Linked DNA regions of Mus musculus: regions 2 and 3 are each linked to region 1. A link is a contact called in public promoter capture Hi-C data. All regions are on one chromosome and are shown on one strand. Each heading gives the region's core, a stretch centred on a gene start, on an enhancer-like site or on the middle of the called end of the contact. The rest is flanking DNA. Distances are from core to core; before and after follow the strand shown.

The links. Promoter capture Hi-C pulls out the DNA fragments that hold promoters and counts their contacts.
Region 2: a contact with region 1 is called in a promoter capture Hi-C map of liver, with 8 times the contacts expected there. The contact joins the promoter of Aprt here to the promoter of Gse1 in region 1. A contact is called at or near these places in 2 of 39 promoter capture datasets (embryonic stem cells and liver).
Region 3: a promoter capture Hi-C map of pre-B cells shows a contact between it and region 1, with 6 times the contacts expected there. The contact joins the promoter of Trappc2l here to the promoter of Gse1 in region 1. A contact is called at or near these places in 1 of 39 promoter capture datasets (pre-B cells) and 1 of 115 datasets of contacts at active chromatin or transcription factors (embryonic stem cells).

The regions. Positions count from the first base shown.
Region 1 is chr8:120,534,898-120,539,594 of GRCm38.p6, forward strand. Gse1 (genetic suppressor element 1, coiled-coil protein) reads left to right here and starts at 2,512. Exons shown (of 16, transcript NM_001145896.1): 1 at 2,512-2,665. The coding sequence starts at 2,659. 1700016A09Rik (RIKEN cDNA 1700016A09 gene) reads right to left here and starts at 2,829. Exons shown (of 1, transcript NR_151732.1): 1 at 1,995-2,829. It overlaps Mir7687 (microRNA 7687), which reads left to right and starts at 3,799; the gene lies at 3,799-3,857.
Region 2 is chr8:122,575,393-122,580,186 of GRCm38.p6, forward strand. Aprt (adenine phosphoribosyl transferase) reads right to left here and starts at 1,515. Exons shown (of 5, transcript NM_009698.2): 1 at 1,361-1,515; 2 at 1,123-1,229; 3 at 10-143. The coding sequence starts at 1,440. Galns (galactosamine (N-acetyl)-6-sulfate sulfatase) reads right to left here. Exons shown (of 14, transcript NM_016722.4): 14 at 2,845-3,805. The coding sequence ends at 3,719.
Region 3 is chr8:122,609,354-122,613,519 of GRCm38.p6, forward strand. It overlaps Trappc2l (trafficking protein particle complex 2-like), which reads left to right and starts at 2,273. Exons shown (of 5, transcript NM_021502.2): 1 at 2,273-2,340; 2 at 3,713-3,885. The coding sequence starts at 2,308. It overlaps Galns (galactosamine (N-acetyl)-6-sulfate sulfatase), which reads right to left and starts at 2,134. Exons shown (of 14, transcript NM_016722.4): 1 at 1,875-2,134. The coding sequence starts at 1,985.

The DNA.
Region 1 (4,697 bases), core at 1,262-3,761:
GAGGAGGGGGAGGAGAAAAAGGAGGAGGGGGCGGCAACTAGAGGGAGGTTAGCTTTTAGCCTCGGAGTCGGGAATTAGCAGTCCATCCATACAGGGTACATCTCGTTAACAAGGGGCCAGCCACATGGCGGCTAGAGAGCAATTCCCACCCTTAAACTCAAAGGCCCTGCTCAGGATTACTGATTTCCTGGGGCAGGGTGTAGGGACAGTGAGGACCATCCATCTCCTGGTGACTGCCAGCCTTTTCTGGCCTGAGTGCACATAGCTGGCTCACTGCTGTCCCCCTGTGGCCATCGTGGGTGTCTGTCACCCTCTTGCTACCTTGGACAGTCTGGGGCTGGATGGAGACCAGACTCCTGGTTTGAGAAGCTGGGGGAGGATGCCTGGCTCACCTGCAGGCTTGCAACCTTGACTACTTTCTGGGCAGGTACCTCATTTGAAACCCCGGTTGGGGGTACGGTTTCAGCGGAGCTGCCTTGTATTGGGGTGGGGTGGGGGAGAGCAGCCAGCTTCTTAAAAAAAAAAAAAAAAGCAAAACAGGTGGTAGCTCATAGTGGTCACCCACAAATTTATAGGATGGCCTGCCTAGTTCTCACCAAACAGGTGACTGAACTTGGCCTTCTAGATACCCTAGGGAGAAAGGTGCGACAAGATTTGGAGGAAGAGCCTGGTGTTGTTACCTGGGGAACCTGGCCCGCAGGCAGCGCGGCCAGGTGCGAGCTGCTCATTTACATGTTGTCCCCTCCCCACCCCCCCAAGCCAGTAATCCAGGTGGGAAAGGGGTTGGACCAGCCCGGGAGGTTTTTCATTTTGTTTTTACGGCTCGAGGCCAGTTGTTTCTCCTGACACCTCCCTGTCCCCCCTCCCCCCTCCCGCGTGCGATTCCCGACGGGTAAAGGCGCCTCTCCCCGCCCCCACTCCTGGGGAGCCCGGCGCATCCTCCTGGTCTCCAGCGTCGTAAACTTGCGGAGGCCACGCTGCCCCGGGCGACGCGAACTAACGCGTGGACCAAAGGCCGCGCAGCGCGTGTGTGGGGCCAGGGACCCGGTGGCCGCAGGTAGGAGCAGCAACTCCGCCCTCCCTCGCCCGCCCGTTTCCCTTGTCGTTTGTGGTCGGCCAGGGGCTTGTGCAAGACTGGCCCGGCGTGCGCCCCCGCCCCGCGGCATCGGCGGCTTCTGCTGGCGCGGGCCCCGAGCGCTGCCCGCCGCCGGCGTCATCGGGAACAGATGGACGGGGGGTGCTGGCGCCCGCGCTCGCTCCCGGCGCTGTCCCGGCTGGCGCGGGAGGGAGGAAGGCGGGGGAGGCAGCGCGCGCCTGCGGAGCACTGCGCGGGCATGTCCCGGGGCAGGTTTGGGGCTGGCACCGCGGTGGAAAGTTGAGACCCGCAGCGGCGCTGAGGTTCCCCCCCCAACCCCCCCGGTGCGGTGGCCTCCGGGCTTGAAAGTCTGAAAGTGGAGGATCATTAAGAGAGCTGTGTAGAAAGGCCGGGCGGGGGAGACCCCGGGACCTCGCGACGACCTTGCCACCTCGATGGCTGCTCTCTGCGCGCTGGGTCCGGCCGAGGGTCCCCGGCTGCCTGGCTCGCGCTGTAACCTCGCGCTTCCCGGGTGGCGGGAAGGGGGTGTTTCTAGGGATCGGTCGCGTTGTGGGCGGGGACGCTGGGGCCCACAGTCCCTCTCCGCGCCGCCTGTGGGTGCCGAGGAATTTCAGGACGCTCCCTGAGTCATCCCCGTGAAGTGCCTGGGTGAGGTAGGGTGGGTGGGGGTGCCAAGAGTGGGAAGGCGGTGCGCTGGGGCCGGTGGCGCGGTGGGTTGTGCCAGTTTCTGGAGGCGGCGGCCTCGCCTCTGACCGCAACCCCAGCTACTTAATGATGCCCCTGGCGCAGCGGCGCCTCCGTGGACTTCTCGAACATGGGCTCTTTAAAGAACTAGAGCCCCCGCCGTTTGGCCTTCTCAAAAATTCCTTAAAGCGAGATGGAGACTTTGCAAAACTTTGGGACAGAGGCTCGTGGCCCGAGCTCTTAACATTAAGTCCTTTAAAGTTGTGGTAATAGATCAGGCATCTTGGAGATCGAGAGAGGCCAACGGCCTATATTGTGTGGTCCCCTCCACTCAGCACAAGGAAAGGCCTATCCCTCCCCTCTCTTAGTGGGTGGCCAGGTGCCAGGCACTGTTCCAGGCGCTTGGGGAGGCGGCTATGAGGCTCGGATATGGCAGGCGTGTTGTAAGCCACTCCTCCCTACTCTTGGAGATGAGTGGCCCGCGAGGCCTCTGAGAGATCCCCCTGGACTGTCCGGACAGCCAGGGTCGCCAGGAGCGCGGGGGGCGGCACCTACCCGGCGGGTTGTGACCGCGCTGGGTGCTCCGGGCGGTCTGTCGGTGCGCGCGCGTGCGCTTGCGGCTGAAACCCGACACCTCCCGCCGGCTGAGGTCAGGGCGCCGGGAGCGAGCCGGGGCCGGGGAGTGGGCGGCGTTGCGCTTGGGTGTGTCCTCAGCGGCGACAGCAGCAGGTGTTTCTTGGCCCAGGCCCCGGAAGCTCCACCTCCCCGAGCGGCGGAGCCGCCGCCGCACAGCCCCGGGTGAGATAAGCAGTTCAGACAAACCCGGGCGACGGTGGCTCCGGCATGTGTCAGGAGCGGTGGAGCAGCGGGGCCCTGGCATGAAAGGTGAGCGCGCGGGTGGGGGATGGTGGCGGGGGTTCCCTCGTTCTTCCTCTCCCCAAGTTTGTGGGCTCGGGAGGGGCGCCAACGGCCGGTGCCAGGTCCCGCGGGTGTGAGGGACGAGAAGCGCGGGGCGCGCGGCCGACCTGAAGCCACACTCGCGGCTGCGCGCGCGCGCGCTGGGCTCAGCCGGCTCTGCTGCCGCGGAAGTGCGCGGGGAAGTGCGCGGGGGCGGCTCCGGGGCTCGGGGTTGTAGCAAAACTTTGGATGGGGCGGGGGCGCCCAGGCAGGTGGTTGGATGGGGGGGGGGGTGCTTTACCTGGGGTGGCAGTCCAAGGGGCCTCCGAACCCCCCGCCCAGCCCTTCCCGCTCCGCCTGGATGCGCCTCCCCGCCCCCCGCGGCCGCGCTGACGGCGAGTGGCCCGCCCGAGTGGAGCCGATTCAATTATATTGCAGCACCAGAGACACCTCGTCGCCCGCCGCCTCTCCGGCAGGCTAATTAAATTCCCTTCTTGGAGGCGGAGCGGGAGCTGGGCTGCCCTCCCCGCTGCCCGCCTCTCCGAGCGCCGGGAGGTGGCGGGGGCCGAATAGGACTGCGAGGAGCAGGCTTGGGGCCGCAGGTCTGGGCATCGGAGCCGGGAGCGAGCAAGGGGCGCCCCCGCGCACCTGCCACCCGTGGTGGGGGTGCCAGCTCGAGTTGGGTCGGTTTGGTGCAAACCAGCCTTTGTCTTCCATGCATTTAAAGCACTCTAAACCCTTACTAGACCCCTGCGGTGCCTTATCTGTCGCGGTTGGGGCCCACACAGGTTGGGGTTTGAAAACAAGCGAGACCACCAAATGGAAGGGGGGAAAAAAACAAACCAAAATACAAGATCCTTTTGTAAAGAGGACCGGAACAAAAGGCGCAGCCTCGCTCTAGGAGGGAGCATCGGGCCTAAGCCGATTCCCAGCACTGGGGGACAAAGAGGCAGGAGGTCTTGGCTGGCCGCTTGGCAGTGTCTCAGTCTGAGACTGGTTTACCCCCTCTTCCCGAGGAAGACAAGGCCCCCCTGGCGAGCAGCCTTCCCTGGGCGTCCGTGTTACTTAAGCTTGGCTACTTAAGTGTTGCTTAGCCTGTGTTTACAGCCGCCCCCACCCGCAGGCGGGGAACCTGAGGCGCAGGCTGTGTCTGACTCAGCCACTCAGTCGCCCCGCCACAGGTGAGGGGGGCCGGGGCACAGGCTCCGACTGGCAGCGTGTGTCATCTGCTATGCTGGGTGTCACGCCCCACCGGGTGGACCGGAACAGGGTTGCTGGCAGCCTCCCTCGATGGGGCTCGCTGTGCCGAAGCCGCTTGCTCAACACTTCTCACAGCCACCGGGTCACGCCTGACCACCTCCTGGGGTGTGTGTGTGTGTGTGTGTGTGTGTGTGTGTGTGTGTGTGTGCGCCTTGATGGCTTGGTACAAGGTTGGCTTTTGTCGCCTGGTTTGGCAGCTGGAGCGGAGGAGGCTTGGGGGGAGGGGGCGCTGGTGAGCAGCCAGCCAGAGACCCGGGGTCAGCCACGCCTTCGGAAAGGAGGTGGGAGGCCTGTCCTGGCTTTGGGCTCTGTTGTGCCTGCCTTAGGGCAGGTTCCGAACCGGGAAGGCAGAGAGGCCAGATCAGGCCCTGACCTGTTGGGGGCAGCTAGTAGGATTCTGACCAGTTACGGTTGAAAAGGGGGTGTATATAGTTAGTTAACATTTTAAAATTACTAGGAATCAGGCCTTGTCAGGCCCCCATTAAGCTAACCTTGGGGCTGGCCTGGGGCGATTCTGATGCCTCCAGGTAGGTTTTTAATGGGGTGGGGGTGGTGGGAAGCTTCCAAAACAGCCTGACCCTTTGGAAGCCTCTGGTTGCTCTTGGCTAAGCTGTCCCTCTGGCAGGCAGGCAGGCGGCCTCTGGCTGTGAGTAACTTAACTTCCCTGTCTCTGGAGGAAGTTGGAAGCTGCAGATCTCAAAGGGCTGTGCGGTTTGCAGAAAGGCAGCCACCTCAGGGCCCTGCGCCTCTAGCCAGAGGA
Region 2 (4,794 bases), core at 265-2,764, 2.0 Mb after region 1:
CTCGCTTACCTTCCCATACTCCAGAGAATAGGAGGCTGACACAGTGGGGCCCGGCAGCTTCCCCTGTTTCCGGATGAGCACACAGCCCACGCCCAGCTCCTGAGCTAGGGAAGGGCCAAACAGGAAGCCCCTGGAGTCTAGACCTGTTAGGGTAAGGAGGGAAGGTTGTGGGATGGAGCTGAGGGGCATGGGAATCTAGAGGCCAAGTATGGGCGAGGTCAACACTTGCTAGGAACACTAGGTCTTGCTGACTACGGCTAGAAGAACGTTGATGGCTACTGGGTAGCCATCAACTCATCATCTCAGCCTTGGGGATCCTACCTGCCTTCTGAACAGCTCAGGGCCACCTATGGTGGCTCTTGCCACCTTTCAAATGCAGCATCTAGCTGTCGTGGGAAGGATACATACATGCCCTAATTTCTGGAGCATGGCCAGGGGTACCAATAGGAAGTGAAGTGGGCAAAAGTCTGTGGTCCCTGAGCACTTACCAGGGCCACTCTGTTCTCTGGGGTGCCCACCCTCCCTCTGGACACTCCTGGTGGACATTCAGCTGTCCTAGGGTGTTTCTGAAGCTCAGGCATGGAGCCAGGTAGACAGCAGTTGTTTAACACAAGCTTGTGTGAGGGAACAAGAGAAAGATGCCCCGGTGTAGTCCTGGGGAGAAACAGCCCCTGAAGCTACCAGGCTTGAGGTCTGCCCAGGCACGCCACGCCCAACCAAGGTTACCTAATTTTTAGTATCTAGTTCATCCCAGAGGCTACCCCTAAGCAAGGATGTCCGTCATCTGGAGGTTCCAGGGTCTCCCAGCCTGCTGTCAGGATGCTGGCCAGCTTTGTGCCCTAAAAGAGGGAGGCCTGGTTCTGGACACAAGGACAGAGCAGAGTTCGTCTCTAGGAACAAGCACCGAGGGCAGATGCCTTAGGGTACCTAGCAGGGAAGGGAGACTCCTACATAGTTCATCCAGGGTGAACAAGCGTCCAAGGCAGTGAGGAACCAAGGAGGAAGTGTCAGAGGTTGAAGAAAGAATGGATGGGTGTGGGGCAGACTGTGGGTGACACGAGGGGGAAAGGGGATAGGGGCTAGGACCGTGGGGGACGAGCACGGCCTAGCAAGGCCACTCGCCTGCGATGTAGTCGATCTTGCCGCTGTGCGTGGACTTCAGGTGACTGGCCAAGAGGCGGATGGAAGCTCGGAAGGAGTCCGGGTCTTTCAAGAGGGGCGAGATATCCCTGGGAACAAGGACAGGAGAGTGACCCGCGTGTGGCCGGGCAGAGGCCCCGCAAGATCCCCGAGGCTGCCTACGCGCCTGCGCCGGGGGATGAGCGTACAGCGCCAACGCCTCGCCGGCTCGTGACCGCACCTGAACAGCACGCCCGGGATTGGGAAGTCGGGGAAGCTGCGGATGCGCCGCGCCACCAGTTTCAACTCAGGTTCCGACATGGCCGCGTGCGTGTAGGAGGCAGGGAGGAGGTAGGTATCAGCACGCTAAACTCACGTCAATCCCGGGGGGAACAAGGGCGGAGCGTCCTCGATGGGCGGGGCTTCTGGGTGCGGGTTGGTCTAGCACGAGGGGCGGGACAGGCTGAGAGGCGGGGCCTCTGCGAGGTGTGTGTGGGGCCTGAGTCAGGGGTTAGATTTCTTGAGCTGCCTAAACACAAGCATCCCTACCTCAAAGATATATGGGTGGAAAGGGGATGTGCGATGTCCATCCTTTTTTGGTTTTGCCCCACACACGCTTTTTCAGTCCTGCTTTTCCAGGGGCTAGTCTTCTGGACCTGGGGGAGCAGGGACGGGTCTTGCCCAGGTCCGCTGGAGTGGTTTGGCCTTGCGTTCCTTCCCTCGCGCATAGTACAAGGGGCCTGAGATTCAGCCCCTGCTTTCCTGGAATTAGCCCGGAAGGGAGCTGATGGATAGTCTTAGGTCCAGAGGTGGGAGTGCACTGTGTGTGGGCTAGAGCGCAGGGGAAAGCAGGGTAGCAGGGCGGGTAAGGAATGCCTTCTCTGAGACCACAGACACTCCTGTGCATTGCAACAGAATGTGCCCTCCTCGTTTTGGGGTGGGGACCAGAAGGTCCTGATAGCCAGAGACAGAACTGGGGTTCTACCTTCCCAGCACAGTACCTGGGTCTATAGGTAGTGGTGTGGAAGACTGTCCTCTGAGTATAATGGCCATTATCATCTTCAGTGCAGTTGCAATTACTCAAAAGATATCCTCCAAATTGGCCCATGCTCCATCAAAGGAGAGGGTGTGGGGAGGGTCCAATGGATTCTAAACATTCCTTCTTGGACCTTCCTGTGAGCCCGTGAGCTGCATTCTTCCATTTGATGTGGTCTCTGGAGGCACTAGAATACACACACACACACACACACACACACACACACACTCACATGGAGGAAGGTTAACTAAAGGGAAGCTCCGTTATGAATCTATTAGGAACTTGTCATCTATGCTGGGCCGAGACTTTTCCGTTTGGTTGATGCAGCTGCTCTGGGGGTCATTCATGTTCTTGTAGGCAGTGAACTCATTGGACACGATGGTTACTTTAGGCTCTCACTGGAATCGTATCTGGGGCATCTGTTTCTGAATCCCCAGGGAAAGCTCATGCAACAGGTACGTGGAGATCTAACACACAGTCTCCCATCATAATCTCGATTTTAAAGACCAGGATATGCCGGGCGGTGGTGGCGCACGCCTTTAATCCCAGCACTTGGGAGGCAGAGGCAGGTGGATCTCTGAGTTCAAGGCCAGCCTGGTCTACAAAGTAAGTTCCAGGACAGCCAGGACTACACAGAGAAACCCTGCCTTGAAAAAAATAAAAACAAACAAACAAACAAAAGACCAGGATAGGTGGTCTCATGATGGCGCACGCCTTTAATCCCAGCACTCCCAAGAGAGGCAGGCAGATCTCTGAGTTCAAGGCCAGCCTGTCCTACAGAGTGAGTTCTAGGAGAGCCAGCACCTCACTGAGAAACCCTGTCTCAAACCAACCCAAAAATAGACTTGGGGCTACCAGAGCTAACCCCCTCCTGTTCCTTTATTCTTCCTCTCAGTCTCTTCACCATCATTTCCCAACCGTTACAGCTCAACCTTGGCTCTGCAGTTACTGCACAGATGTGAAAACTTGTCCATGAGCCTTCAGAGAAAGGGTCTTGGAGATTATGTGGAGCATATGAGAGGTGGCAGGTTACAGAAGTGGCCCCATACTGCCCTGAGCCAGGGCCAGAAACTTAGGCTGTCATCTTCCCATCTCCATGGGGCAGTGCAGATGCCACCTTGACTGGAAAAGGTGCTGTCTTTGTCTTTTGTTTGTAGCCAGTGCGAAAGAGGTAGGGTGGCTCAGAGGGTTGGCCTGGGGGAGAAGCCAGATAGATGGCACTTCCTTGGCATTTCGCTGAAATCTTCACTTTTGTGTACGGCACCTAGGTTGAAATGTATGCAGGGACAGTGACAGTGCTTCAGACCCTGGGTTGACGTACCTACGGTGATCAAGGCCCCGGCTTCCTTTTCAGGAGCCAGTTGGCAAGATGGGCTGTGGTGCTCGAGAGCGGACTACAGGGTCAGGGCTCCAGGATGAGCAGTCTTGGAGCCTTGCACCTGGTTGCAGGGGCCGTCCATGCAGGGATGGGTGGGCAGAGGGCAGCTGGTCTCTTCCATTCATCAGTCCGAAGGACAAGGTCTCCCAGGCACTTGCAGGGCTGGCTGGAGATTCTGGTCTTGGCTAATGGGCCCAGAAACACTTCTCAGGGACAGACTCAGGAGGTGTCAGACACTTCCCTAGTTTTTCACAGCCTGGGGGTGCCCAATTCTGGAAAAGGACATTTAAGAAAATGAACTGCAGTTATTCAGGCGTTTCAGACTGGGCACAGTTAACGAGACGTGGCCCTCCCGCCTCACCCACCCACCTGGCTGCAAGGCGGGGATATCCCTATCTCCATGCCTTCCAGAATCCTAGGAATGTGGAGCCCCGGGTCCTGCTTTAAAAAGCAGCTCTGGCTCTGCAGAAAGGGGGGTTAGGGGTGGGGTGGGGCTGCAACTGGCAAGCCAGTAGCAAGGAAAGGGAGCCCCAGGGCAGAGCTGCGCCTAACAGCCTGAACTCAGGCAGCTTCCAAGTGGGGGAAGCCAGGAAAAAGAGGCTCCCACAGAATGGAGAGTCTAGGAGTTAGACAGATTCCCTGGTAGTCAGGGATTGGGGTGATAAAGGTATTGAATTTCCAAGTGGCCGGTCTGGCTTCTTTTTTACCCTCCTGGCTTGAAACAAAAGCGCACTAATTTAAGATAAAGGTTTTGGTCTCCCAATAGCAGACTCATAGATGGGCTCAACAAACATGTCTTGTACAGTTCTGGGCCAATCAACCATCCTAGCTTCCCTCAAACTGACCAACCCTAAATTATCGAAGAAAAATGTTCCAGAGATTTTAAAATCTTTCCTCTGTGTGTGTCTGCTGCATGTGTGTCCCCTCACCCCCAATGAACGCCTTGCTTCAGCTGCTGATTCTGTGTGGTCCTTGCGATTTCTCTGCTGCTGCCTCTACATCCACATTTTCCCTGCCTTTCAATTATTTAAGTGGCAGAGGAAGTGACCGCGACCAAAGCTCCTTAGCCTGCACTACAGCGTGGCTGCAGCCTGGATGGAACGGCAATGCCCCACCGTGGTAAGGACACTCAGGCCTCCTGAGGCCCCAGAAACCTGGCAGTCTAAGAATGAGCCCCCTGATCTACCACTGCTGTTCAGAGCTCAGAATACCAGTATTGTGTGGAACTATCCCCTGAGCCAAACTGCTGCCGCCTCCACAA
Region 3 (4,166 bases), core at 1,023-3,522, 2.1 Mb after region 1:
TTCTGGGATTCAACTCCAAAGAACCCTCCTGTCACAGCCCCCGGGTATCCAGAAGGTAGGTGGTGGTGGTTCCTAGTCAACCACCTTCAGGTAAACCGTTGGTCATTGCTTGTCACATTCCATTACCTAAAAACCTCTCTACTCAGCTGGAGCTGCCCAACGGAAATGCACTGTGACCTTCCATGTGACTTTATTTCCTAGTCACCACATCAGAAAAGCAGTTAGGTAAGTCTTTAGGTTTGGTGGCTCATGCTTGCAATCCCAGCACTGGGGAGGTGGAGGCAGGAGGATTGCATTGAGTTTGAGGCCAGCCAGGGCTACAGAGTGAGTTTCAGGCCAGCCAACACTACTTAGCAAGACCCTATTTCAAAAAAGCAAGCAAGAGAGCAAGCAAACAAAACACAAAAAGTAAGGACGCCAAAATGAAAGCTAAGAGCACATTTACTTAACTCAGTTACCCAAAGTCTATCAGTTCAACGTTCTTCAGGAGTCTCAAGGGAGTGTCAGAGAAGACCTCTCCTCACAGGCTGTCATTTGGAAAAGAGCAGAAAACTGACAGACGAGCCTGTAGTCAGTACTTCTGGATCAAACCAGTGGAAACAAACAAACCGAGCCAGTGCGATTTGGCCCTAAAACGACTTAATACTGAAAGGCACTATATATGTATGAAATCTCTCTCTATATATAGATCTTCAGTACTGCTCATTACTGTGCAAAGTCTGCTATTAGTGACCAGGACAGGAGCCAGAGAAGCCAGACATCCATTGTGTGAACAGTCAGCATCCACAAAGAACGGGAAGCTGGAAGGGGTTTCCTGCAGTGGCTTCTGGGTGGTGGGACTTATGTACAGGACTTTTTAGATCTGTATTTTTCTTAGTAATAAAAAACTACTAAGCTAATGTTTATCAAGTGGGATGTTTACTTTCTTTTTCTCCTATTAAGTCTCTAAAATTGGAATGGCGAGATGGCTCAGAAGGTAAGAGCACTGACGAGTTCAAATCCCAACAACCACATGGTGGCTCACATCCACTCATAATGAGATCTGACACCCTCTTCTGGTGTGTCTGAAGACAGCGACAGTGTACTTATCTATAATAATAAATAAATCTTTTTTTAAAAGTCTCTAAAATTCAACTTATTTTACATATATAGCACCTCTCCATTCTGATGGGCCCACAGATCGCTAGACAGCATCCCTCTCCCCTTTTTGAGGAGGTAAGTGTGGATCAGCACAGGTCTGAAGGCCCTGCAGAGGGCTGGTTTGGCTATTAATTAGCCTCGGCCGGTATTAGCCTCTGATTTGTTTCAAATCATCCTGAACTGGATGTGACTCTGATTCTAACAATAGCCAACAGATGTCACTCCACAGTGTGTGTCTGGGGGTGGGGGGGTGGGGGTGGAGGTGGGGCTGGCAGGCTGAGACTGCGAGGAAGGCACAGTCCATCTAGTTCTGTTTGGATAGTTCCATCTGACTTAGTGTTCTACATGACTGATTTCTAAGCTTTCATGTCACTTCAGGGCGACAGATTTCTCAGACAGGGACACTGAGGGAGATATGCCCCAGGGCAGAATTCATAAATGACCACAGGCTGCACTCGCAGGTGACATTCTATGCCTGACTTTGTGGTCAGAGTTCCCCCAGAGGTCAGGCTGGAGGTGGGCACCAAGGCAGGGCCACCTGTTGAGGGGAGGAGAATGTCAGCCCGCTCTCGGGAGGGGAAGTAGGAAGAAAAGGGCCTCCCTGAACACCTACCCCCACTGCGGAAACAGTGAAAGATGTGACACCGGGCTCTGGGCCTCCCTCGGGTCACTGCTCATCCGCCGTGTGGCTGCCCTGTGTCTTCCGTGTCCCCCCGCCGCGTGGCCCCACTTACATCGTCCATGAGCAGTAGCACGATGTTGGGGGGCTGCGGAGCACCTGCGGCCAAGAGTCCTAGGGCACTCAGTACCAGCAGCAGCTGCTGGGCTGCGGTACAGGCCGCCATAGCAAACCAAGCTCCCGCTGAGGAGTCAAGACCCAGTCCCAAGCCTGCCGCGGTTCCTTTTGGACTGTAGGGCGGGCCCTGGCGGCAGAATGAGAGGAGGGGCAGGGCCACGGAGAAAAGAAGAGGGAGAGGTGGGGCCTAGGCTGTCTGAGTGACAAGGGAGTGGGCTGGGCCTTACGGGAAAGGGGCGGGACCAAGGCCGGACCTGAGAGTCTGGGCGGAGCCATGGTAGAGAGAGGCGGGCTCTGAGCCTCGGTGGGAGGAGAATGGGCGGGGCCTGCCTCCACATCGGGTCACATGATGTGGCGCACAGCCTGCCAATATGGCGGTGTGCATCGCGGTGATCGCCAAGGAGGTGCGTGAGAGGCTGCGGGCGGCGGGCGGCGGGCGGCGGGCGGCGGGCCTCCTTCCAGCCATGGTCTTGATCTTTTCAACTCTGAGCTCCAAGCCTCAGCCAAGCCCTATGATCAGGATCCTTCCGGCTCGCTTTCGCTGACAGCTGACAGCCGTCCGCCGCCAGTTTGCAGGCCTCCGCCTCCGGGTTTTGAGATCCCCCGGGAAGCTTAGCTGGTCGCTGCAGCCTGCCACCCGTCGCTCTACGCGTTCTTTTCACGGCCTCAGCTGCCTTCCGCGTCCGGTCTTTCTGCCCCGCCTTCCGGACCGTCCCCTGGCTGCCCAGCCGGCGCTATTTAAATATAAGCCTGGCGCGGCTCAAGTCAGCCTAGAATCCAAGTGCTTTTCTTTGCCTTAGGATAGTCCCCTTCATGTCTTTTGCACCCTTCTACTCCACCGTGAAGGCCTGCAAACCTCTAGACAGCATCCCTCTCCCCTTTGTACCCTCTATTCCCAACTGTCATCTTGCTGGCCAACATATATATTCATTTCTTTCCGGAAAGCTGTTTATGGATGCTAAGACAGCTCCAGAGGGCCACAATATCCTGTTGCATGAAGCCTGTATCCCTATTAGGCTTTTTCTGAGATCTGCCATTAGGGATTAGACTGCTGTGAAGCTGTCAGTATGAAAGAGGGAGTTATACCCCCAGGAGGCCACCAAAACCAAAACTCATGTCATAGGCAGCTGCTGCTTTGATAAACTCAGGAGGAGGAAGTCCAGTATCTATGCTGAAGGGTCCTGATTTGGAGACTCATTCAATGTCTCGAAGCACTGAGAACAGACCACTACCCTAGTGTGGCACGTTAAGAAATAGCTAGTGCCCCTGCTGTTAGGATGACACTACAGAGTGTGCTGGTGGTTGAGGCAGAGGTGATCCTAGGAAGAGAAGTGTCAGGGTATGTTGTTAGGCTGTGCTCAGGTTGGCATTCCGGAGTCATTTCTGCTCACTTCCTGCCCCTGTGCATTTGTCTCTACTGCTTCCACCCTCCCTTCCTCCTCCTTTCTGGTACAGGTGAGAGAACTAGGGCTTAATGCTGCGACTCAAGCACTCCACTACGGAGTTACATCTCTGGTCCCATATTGCTTTTCTTTTTGGCACTGGGAATTGGACTTAGTGCCCTGTGCATGTCAGGCAAGTGCCACACCACCCAGTTTTATCTTTATAGTCCACTCTCTGCAGACAGTCTTCCTTAGGTTCAGTTATGTCGCTGAAGGCAGCATGCCACAGTGCATTAAGCAGTAGAGAGTCATTGTCAGGCTGAGAGCACACGAGTGCTTTGACTTTGCCCTTAGAGCCCGAACTCACTGGGTGGGCTGCCATCTCTTCCTGCAGAATTACCCTCTGTACATCCGAAGCACTCCGACAGAGAGTGAGCTCAAGTTCCACTACATGGTGCACACGTCTCTGGATGTGGTAGACGAGAAGATCTCTGCCATGGGGAAAGCACTGGTGGACCAGAGGGAGCTGTACCTGGGCCTGCTCTACCCCACCGAGGACTACAAGGTGTATCCACCACTGCTCAGCACCCATCCTGCACTCACGGAGCAGGATCTGGGAGGAAACGCTGGCAAAGAAAACGTGTCAGGGGTTTCAGCTGGTCAGGCAGGCAGGTGGCCCGAAGCTAATGGAAGCCTCTGGACATTGTCTCCCTTTAATTGGAAGAGTCCCTGGAAAAGCAAGTCTGAGCATCCAGGAGGATGCAAGTTGACATAGTGGGAATCTGGGCTTCTCTGGGCTCACTAGAGGCCACCAACTTTGAATCAAGGGCGATTGTTTCATGATACTG